2 separate regions of the Mus musculus genome follow, and region 2 is linked to region 1. Evidence: chromatin contacts called from public promoter capture Hi-C data. All regions are on one chromosome and are shown on one strand. The core of a region is the stretch at or near the end of the contact, and the rest is flanking DNA. Distances in the headings are between cores, read along the strand shown.

Evidence for each region. Promoter capture Hi-C pulls out the DNA fragments that hold promoters and counts their contacts.
Region 2: a contact with region 1 is called in a promoter capture Hi-C map of hippocampal neurons, with 2.2 times the contacts expected there. The contact joins two enhancer-like sites. A contact is called at or near these places in 10 of 39 promoter capture datasets (3T3-L1-derived adipocytes, the HPC-7 cell line, cranial neural crest and 7 more), 1 of 484 Hi-C or Micro-C datasets (erythroblasts) and 3 of 115 datasets of contacts at active chromatin or transcription factors (all in embryonic stem cells).

What each region holds. Positions count from the first base shown.
Region 1 is chr7:96,815,177-96,819,811 of GRCm38.p6, reverse strand. The region is part of intron 18 of Tenm4 (teneurin transmembrane protein 4); the gene reads right to left. Among named protein-coding and RNA genes, the nearest start is that of Gm15413, 16 kb to the right of the region's middle. Within about 2 kb of position 2,306, at least 102 of the 459 cell types and tissues checked have an H3K27ac peak or open chromatin away from gene starts, as enhancers often do. A contact at or near this core is called in hippocampal neurons, where this site is marked.
Region 2 is chr7:96,896,707-96,901,341 of GRCm38.p6, reverse strand. The region is part of intron 31 of Tenm4 (teneurin transmembrane protein 4); the gene reads right to left. Among named protein-coding and RNA genes, the nearest start is that of Gm22226, 21 kb to the left of the region's middle. Within about 2 kb of position 1,976, at least 31 of the 459 cell types and tissues checked have an H3K27ac peak or open chromatin away from gene starts, as enhancers often do. A contact at or near this core is called in hippocampal neurons, where this site is marked.

The DNA of each region.
Region 1 (4,635 bases), core at 1,057-3,556:
ACCCTGTACAAGCTGCTTAATGTCTTCAAACCTCAGGCTCCAGACCTTTAGCTATGCATAATGACAGACAAAGAAAGCTGCTTCATTCTTTAGACTCACGAATCTGCCCCACTGCCAGGTGGGAGGCTTCCTTTTGGGTGTCTTACGACAACAAAACAGATTGTCTAGAAAAGTTGTAGACAGACAATCTGTCTCCAGCCTGGGATACAGCATGCATGCTCTATAGAAAGCCATGCATCATAACTTAGGCATTTTAAGATTGTGCCTTACATGAGTTCTGGAAAATTCTCCTATAAACTGGGAATGTTCCTTTATTTCTCTTTAGCCCTTTCTTCAGGATACTCATAAAAGCTTAAGGGGCCGTCTCCTATTTCATGCCTTTCAACCCTTTCATTTCTGCCTTTTTTTATTTGTGTCCCATTCTGATATATTTCCTCAGACTTCTATTCTACTTCACTTATTTTTCCTTCATTTGTGTCTGGTCTGCTGTTTAATTTGTCCCTTGGGTCATTAATTTAAGTGACAATACTTTGAGATTTGCAGATGGTCTCTCTGGGCCTTTTTAAATGGGGGCCCCCTCTTTTTCCTTCCCTGATGGTGGATTGTTCCATCCTTAGGGTTTTTTTTTTTTTATGTATCAGTTTATATCTGTAGTCATATAAAAGCTTATTTATGGTATACTTGCTGTTGGATTAAGTTCTTGGGAGTGGTAATCCTCTTGTATGGCATAGCTGTTAACCTCAGCCTGTGGTCAGCCACCTCCTGACCTCCCCTAGCACAGTTTCTGGTGACTTCTGCCTGCTGTGCCAGGGTGCCACTTACCTAGGATGGCTTCTTAGGTGGGGTTCTTAGCTTGGCATTAGTACTCTGGCAAGCAAGATCAGACCAGGACCTTTGTGGTGTAAGCGCTGTCTCTCACTGATGGCTCTTCTGTCCCCTGGCTCTGAGACTGAGAAAAGCCTCCGTGCCATGCCCTTTGCTCTAGCGGGCACATACTTTAAATCGAGCCTCTCGGCTCTTCAGTTTTCTGTTTAGTGTCAGCAGTAGTGTCCTACTGTGAACATACCCCTGTCACCATGAGTGTGTCATAGCTCTGTGCCTGCTGCCCTGGCTTTCAGTTTCATTTTATTTCTGAGTTTCAGGGCACCCTTGTCTCCCCTACTTTCTCCTTTGCTGAGTTTTAAAAGGAAATTGTTGTATTTTGTGGTCAATAGGGTGCTATGATGACCTACTTGGGTATTTTGCTGGAAATAAATGTCCAGCAAAAGCTCCGAGCTTTTACTTTCACCTGTTAAATGAATCAATGTGAAACCTACTTCACATGATATGGGGGTAGAGGGGGTGGCAGTGAGAAGCTCCTATGTAAGGACTCAGCCAAGGAAAGTTACTAGTGGCTTCTGACAGGTACTTCCTGTTAGCAAGCATCCTGGTATCCTGGCAACCAGTAGCCATTTGATGGAGCCCTGATCTCTTCCTCTGCATACATTCCAGGCAGGATTCTGGGTACAGAGTGACCTCAGAGGACTGAGATGGATAAAGCCAACTATGGTGACACATGAAAGGTAAGGTACTAGAGCTCTCAAGGAGCTTTCAAACTAGTATCATTGAAAAGGAGATATCACATAAGCCACACTCTTACCAGAAACTTCGGGATTATGGAATTGCTCACTGTGTGCACGGTGGGTTAGCGACTGATACCAGACCAGAAATTCTGCTTGCCTGTACCCTGTTATGCTGATGCTTTGTATGCTTGGCAAATGCTTGCTGAGCAGTGAATGCAGGCAACTTGTCTACCATCGTATTTAAGTGAGACACCTATTTTGAAATGAATGGGGCCCACAAACTTCATTTACAAAGCATTATACAAGACTGGCATTTAGGAAAAAACTTTGTTTTTGAAGGTAGCATATGAATATGCCTGTTCCACAATATGTGTGTATCTGTGTGCATGCATGTATGTATATATGCGTATTTATGTATGTATGTATGTATGTATGTCTTTATATATATGTATGTGTGTATGTATTTCTGTGTTTATGTATTTGTGTGTATGTATATATGTATTTAAGTATGTTTGTATGTGTGTACATTTGTATATGTGTATGCTCCTGCATAACTCAATTTTCTTAGGCAGAGATGATAAGTTTTAGAAGACATGTATGACAAGGAGAAGCCATGCTTTGGAACAGAAGAGTAAATCCTGGGGAAGAAGAAATCAGTCTGTAATTTTGGAGACTCTGTGGTTTGAAAGGTTTGGTATTTTCTGAGTACCTCATGACTCACTGTGTGAGGCTCCCAAGTCTAACAGATCAGTGTGGCCAGGCCCATGGGGGGTGGGAGCTGTGGCCGGAGCCACGCAGGAAGAGCTCATCCCTCTCTCTGGGAAGAAGGGAAGCCCAGGAGATGGTGAAGACCTCCCAGGTAGGGATCCTCCCCAGCCCGGGGTGGGATATATCCTGGAAGAGAGAGAATGCTTAAAAGCAGACTAGGATTGCTAAGAATAAGCAGTTTTACTGCGGCTGCTTACAGGGCTCCTTAAACTGGTAAGTGCAAGTCAGGGAAGAGCCCATCTGTCTTTCTGCCAGCTTGCATCAGCCAGCCTCATCTTGCTGTTCTGTGCAGTCCGGCCGCAGAGCTAGCTGTCCTACAGGAAGCTGTGAGCAGCCCTGGGGGAGGCCCTGGGGAAGGAGAGAAGGGTGTGGCCCCTCCCCCTTTCTGTACACATCCCAGAGAAGTTTTTGTCATTTGCTATAATGGATTCTGTGCCTTCTTTCAAAAGGACTTGTGAAATCTTTATCTGCTCTTTGGAACACAAGATTTTTAAAGGTCAATTTCTTTCTTGTCTCTTATCATGAGAAACGTGGTTTAGAGATAGTCTGGAGGGTGACCAGATTGTAGGGCTTTGTGTGAACGCTCCATCCTCACAGTGGGAGATGGGGGGTAGGGGCAGAAGGGGAGACAGGGAACTTTGCTCTCCCTTTTCTTGAAATTTCTCCTGGGCTGCATCTGTCAATTTGGGCATCGCCAGCCATGATTGTCTTTCAAGGTGCCAAGAGCCTCAGTAGAGATTATTACACATTGAAGCTGCTTAGAGAAACCTTATCAAAAAGGATCTGACTGCTTAAATTCCAGCAGAGCTTTTATTCTGGCATCTTTATAGCTCCTGCCTGGTCTAGCTCTCCTGCTGATCCGCTGTGTGAGGCTTCATATCTTAACTGCATTTCTCCTAGACTCCATTTCCTTGTATGTAAATGTTTCTGCCTACAAGTGTGTTGGGAGGAGCAGTGAAATGATGCACATGTAGACTTTTTATTCCACAAATATGTAATTGTTTAGGATACATTTCTTTCTCAAGGCCAGGTCTTACTTGGTAGCCCATGCTAGCCTTAAACTTATGATCTTCTTGCCTTAGTCTCCTAATTATTGGTGTGAATCACCAGACCCAGCATGCAAGACAGATTTTAATAAAGAAAATTGGAAAAATAGTCAAGATTCACAAAGAATGAAAAAAATATGGTACCTCCATGTGCAAGAAGACAGAAAAAAAACTTCACAGAGGGCAAAATTTCAATGAAAAATAGTTATACATAAATATATATTTTATGATAAACACAATGCCCTGTGATTTCGGGCAGAAAGGATCAGGAAGAGAGCTGACACTTACAAATAACAAGTTGAGTAACTCACTGGACATCACACAGTAAGAAGAGCCTGGAATCTGAATCCAGGGGCCAGGCTTTTCATCTTTGTGTTATGTTGACCAATCACAGGCACTTTAAAGTCAAACCTGTAGTTCTTACTGTGACCCTGCAAGGGAGGCATCACCTCCATAGTTCACGGTCACTCTGCATGGAGGAACTACCATTTCACCGTCTTTGAGATGGGGGTGAGACGAATTCTCATGGATGGTCACTGTGTGTCATTTGAGAAGATGCATGTGATAGCATTTCATGCAGGAATTTGCACAGGGTAAGAGATGAAGAAGGTAGCTATCATCTGCAACTGAGACTCACGGAGAAACTGGTGCTAAGCTAGTGTCAGGGTCCTAGTGCTTGCCCCTCTGGGCCCACTCAGCAGCCAGCTCCCTTGGGTGAAATCTGAGGCATTCAAGAGGCACAGAGCAACTCCACAGAAGCTTAGGAGACCAGCTGCTTCCTAGTCATATTCAGGATGCTTTCTGCTTTTCAATTCAGAGAACAACCAACCACACGTGAAGACAAAACAAACCAATAATACTCTCCCAATTCAACCATATGGGCAAATTTTTTTTTTTTTTTTGTCTCACAGATTAAAAACACTGGAATAGCATTCTTAATGAACCTTGGAATTCAAGTTGAATTTTAAAAAGATTACTTTAAGCCTAGAAAGTTGGGGGGGGGGTAAAGGGGGGAGGAAGAAATGGGAGTTCTCAGGTAGCTTGAAGGACCTTGGTGGTTGACAAGGGAGCCAGGTCTGAGGTTTGGGTATAGCAAAGGCTGTAATGCAGTCAGGCCAGGCCTCAGAGCCACTAGCAGACCGTTTTATCCAGTGGCATGATCTGGGTAGAATAGAAGCTAAGCTCTTGTGTCCTTCTCCGAGGAGATGGTGAGGGACATCAATACCATGTTCCTCTCAATGTCACCCTACAAATCCACC
Region 2 (4,635 bases), core at 727-3,226, 82 kb before region 1:
TACTAGCTCACGGTGTGTGTGTGTATGTGTGTGTGTGTGTGTGTGTGTGTGTGTGTGTGTGTGTGTGTGTTTCTGTCATTATGTATCCCAAGATCCCTGTTTTTTAATTTATAACAGAGGCTTGGAAGGCTTTTGTCCATGGCCCTTTTCTCACTTGAGTTTCCAGGAGTCTTTCATCCTAGGATTCTCTGCACACAGATCTTTGGGAAATTAAAACAAACAGAACACACACACACACACACACACACACACACACACACGGAGAGAACACCTCACAAAGCCCTTTTGCTTGAGGCTGAGAATGTGCATAGGGATTTTGTGGTTATCTGGAATAGCGCTCAGTCCCTAGGAAAGCAGGGGGCACAGGAGAGGGCTGGGCTTGACCTATGAGTGATGGAAGACAGAAGGCGGAAGCTTTGCTATCATGTCTTTCAGGAAAATGTCAGAGATCTATTTATTAGCTAGCTTTCCTACCAGGCTTTTCAGAAGAGCTGGGAATTGTACTCTTACAACCTCAGGGGCAAGTGCTTCCTTCCTCTTGAAAAGCTCCGTGAGTTACCTGTCAGTCCCAAAAGGCACTGCTGCCGCAGGGGAGGAATAAAACACAAGCGATATGAAGCCCTTTCACCAGCGCATGCCTTTGTTCTTCACAGAATGTATTAGAATAAACAAAAACAAAAACCCCAAAACTGCTAAGTATTCTGAAGTCTGACACCACAGGTTCTAAGGCTGGCTTCCCAGTGTCTTTGTGGAAGGGTTACTTTATCAATCCTGAACTTCGCTGTCTGTGTGGGTTTCCCCCAAGCGCAAGTCTCAGGCCAAGACTCAGCACGATGATGTGTGACACAGACCCATGGTGGACATTTTAGGGTCGCCTCCCCATGATCCAATTCTGCACTCTTTCTCTGTTGGACCATGTGATCCAGGATCATCCAATCAGTGCATTCTGTCCTCTTCAATCCTGGTAATTGCTCCATTGTCTCATGACCCAGGCCTACCTAGGCGGAGTACACCTCAGGACCTTTGAGTATGTTTGAGGATACGGTTAGCCCACAGAGAAGGTAAAAGGTGAGGTATAGTGAGAGTCAGCAGAATCACATTAGCCACTGCAAAGCATTTCTGATGTTCTGAAAGCTTGATTGTTTAGATGGCAAATATCTTTTTCATGTGCCACAGGATCCACTTCGTAGGTAAAATCAATTTTGGGGTCATGACCAGTATTTTTGTTGAAGTGGAATACACTAGACTGGAAAAATATATAGATACCAAACTTAAGGACTGCTGTGCAAACCTTTGGTTTTAGTGTTTTATAGTGATATAAAATAGATTTTTTTTTTCTTTTTCGAGGTAGGTTCTCACCTCCTATTCAGGCTGTGTAGGCAAGAGTGACCTTGAACTTCCCATCCCCCAGCCTCCACCTCTGGAATACGGAGGTTACAGGAATGCAAACACAACACCTACTTTATTTGGTGCTGGGGATGGAGTCCAGGACTTCACACATGCTAACAAGCACCCTACAGACTGAGCTACGTTTCTAGCTCCACAACTCTTTTTCTTAAGGTGGGCTCACAGTCAAGGACATTTGTGAAAGGGGGCATGTGTTCCATGAAGGCAGGCGCCAAGCCTTCTTCCCTTTTGGATCCTTAGCGTGGGTCTGGCACAGAGAAGGGATAACCAATATGATATTTGCTGGATTTAACTGTCTGGGAAATGAAACACAAACTGAAAATGTAAGGTGCCCCTTGGATAGTTGAGAGCTGTGTTAGAAAGCAGGATTTAGAGGCTGGGTGATTATCACGGGAAATGTTCTGAAACCAGAGAGCCCTGTCCCGTGTGACTCTTTGCAGACCCTTGGTCCTCCAGGGTCTCACGTGTCTCATCTGTAGAATGCAGATAATTGTCTGTCGTGATCTCACAGAGCTGTTGCCAGGCTTAAAGGAGACCGTATCTGCGAGTGCTCGGCAGGGAGTGTTTAATCACGCCAGTGCTGTTCTGGAAGGAGACTATATGCATATGGTTGTGTACAAAGGAAGAGGGGGAGGGCAGTAATTTTTGGCAAGCTTTAACAATTTTTTTATGGAAAATTACATTTCCTATTACAGTATTTTTTTTCTCCCCAGCTATAGTAACATGCCAAAATGTCTCACAGGAAACCCACTGGAGGGTGAGGCAGGGGGCGTGCTTTGTGCAGACAGATGTAATGGAAATGTCATCCTAGTCTGTCAAGGCTCTGTAGTGCTAGCAGCCAAGTTGAGCATGGTAAAGGCTGGCAACGCTGTCAAAATATATGTGTTTACCCCCCAGGTCCCAGGTATGCTTCCATGACATCTGTGTACCACCTTGGTCTCCTTCTAGTCCTTGACTGGGACTCTTCCTCTTAATAGAACAACCTAGATGCTTTTTCCCCTGGAAAAAAGGGAATTCTCCTATTGCTTTCAGCTATAGCATCTGTGAGCTAGCCACAATGCCCTGTTTCCAGTTTTGTGAATGTTGACCCCTCTCTCCAGAATGCCTTTCTCCCTACTACTTGATGCAACCTATACAGGAGCCAGCCTCGAGGATCAGCCGCTACTCCCTGAAGGCTTCCCAGAACCCTGTGGGCAGAGCCGGTTGCTAGCCTTCTGTGATTTAATGGCCATCTGTGCAAATCTTCCTCATGGCCCCTCACGATGGACCAGAGTGTGCATTTCCTCTGATAGTGAGGAATTCTGGAGGGCGGGAATAATTTCTGTATTCTCATGTCTGGAACCGGGAGGGGTGGGGTGAAGGGAACAGTTGCAAAAAGGGGGTGAATGGCTCGATCACGAGGTTAGCAGGTTTTCTCAGTGTAAATTCTCACAAGGACCTGGCTGGCTTTATTTGGATCCCACAGAGCTCTCCCTGTGTCGCCTGCTGAGGGACGGTAGCAGTCTGAGAGGTCTGCAGGACCCTTGAGACACTCTATACTCAAGTTGGTTTCAGAGGAATGAAAGGTGACTTTCCCTTTAAAGCAAAAGGGCAGAAAGGGAACCAGCATGAGCTATGTTAGGTATGTGTATCTCACGTCACCGTTGGTGGTGGTGGTATGGATGTGTGTGTATGAACATACATATCATACATACATACATACATGCATACATATAATATGTATGGTATGCATGTACACACCACCACCACCACCACTACCACATACACATTTTGAGATGTGGTGGTATCACATATCCCAGGCTAGCCTCAGACTCACTAAGCAGTCAAAGATGATGTAGAACTCTTGATCACCCAGACTCAACCTCCTGAATGTTGGAATTTAACCCAGGGCTTTGTGCATGTTAGAAAGTACTCTACCAACTGAACTCTGGGTGTTTTCTTAATCTTCTAGTTTATCTTTGATTGCTGACTTATTAATGATGTCTATTTGTGTCTGATTCAATTTTTAAACAACAACAACAACAACAAAAAACAAACAAACAAACAAAAAAACAACAGGATCTTCAACAGCCCAAACTGGCCTAGAACTCTCTCCTGACCCCTATATCTCCACCACACCCTTGGCTTATCTGTTTTAGTTTTTAGGTTTCTAATAGTTGCTCTAGCATAACATATAAACATTTATCCAAACAGAATTATTAGTAGGTATTCTAACTATTTTATTTATCTTGAGACAGGGTCAGGGTCTTACTATATAGCCCTGGCTGGCCTGGAACTCATTATATAGATTAGGCTAGCCTTGACCTCATAGAGACCCCTGCTTGCCTCTGCCTCTGCCTCTGCCTCTCTGCCTCTGCCTGTCTGCCTGTCTGCCTGTCTGCCTGTCTGCCTGTCTGCCTGTCTGCCTGTCTGCCTGTCTGCCTGTCTGCCTGTCAGCCTGTCAGCCTGTCTGCCTCTCTGCCTCTCTGCCTCTCTGTGCCTCCTCTGCCTCTCTTCCTGCCTCTCCTGCCTCTCCTGCCTCTCCTGCCTCTCCTGCCTCTCTCTCTGCCTCTCTGCCTCTCTGCCTCTCTGCCTCTCTGCCTCTCTCTCTGCCTCTCTGCCTCTCTGCCTCTGCCTCTGCCTCTGCCTCTGCCTCTGCCTTCTCAGTGCTGGGATAACAGTGTGAACCACCATACAGACTGTGGTATTCTATTAAACTAAGCCCAGGAAACTAAAACTTTGGAGCAGTAAAATAATATGTCACAGTTAAGAAATGGCTGGTCCATTCCCTTAGCTCTGTCTGCCTCAAAAAAATCTGTACTTTCCATCATCATAAGTCAAAAAATCTGATTTTATTTTAGACACACCTTAACCCATATTCTCATACCCAGCTTGATTTCCATTTCAGAAACTTCCAGAGAGCATTCTAAAGGCTGTTTCTAGTGAGGCATTAGGATTTTATGGAGAAATAATTTAGAAACGTAGGTAAGTAAACCAAAGAGCACTTTTTTTTTTTTTTTTTACTACAGAGTCTCTTAGAGCCTTCATAAACTGAAGTGTAGTATGAAAAATTAAGAATGGCCGTCCTACCACAAGAACAGGGCCCACAGAATCAACTGACCAGGACTCAAGTGGGCTCATGAAGACCAGGGATCCTGAATAGGTCCGACTTTGTCCTCTGTTATGGTTGTGTAGCTCCGTGTTCTTGTGGGATTTACTAATAGAGGGAGCAGGGACTGTTTCTAGCTC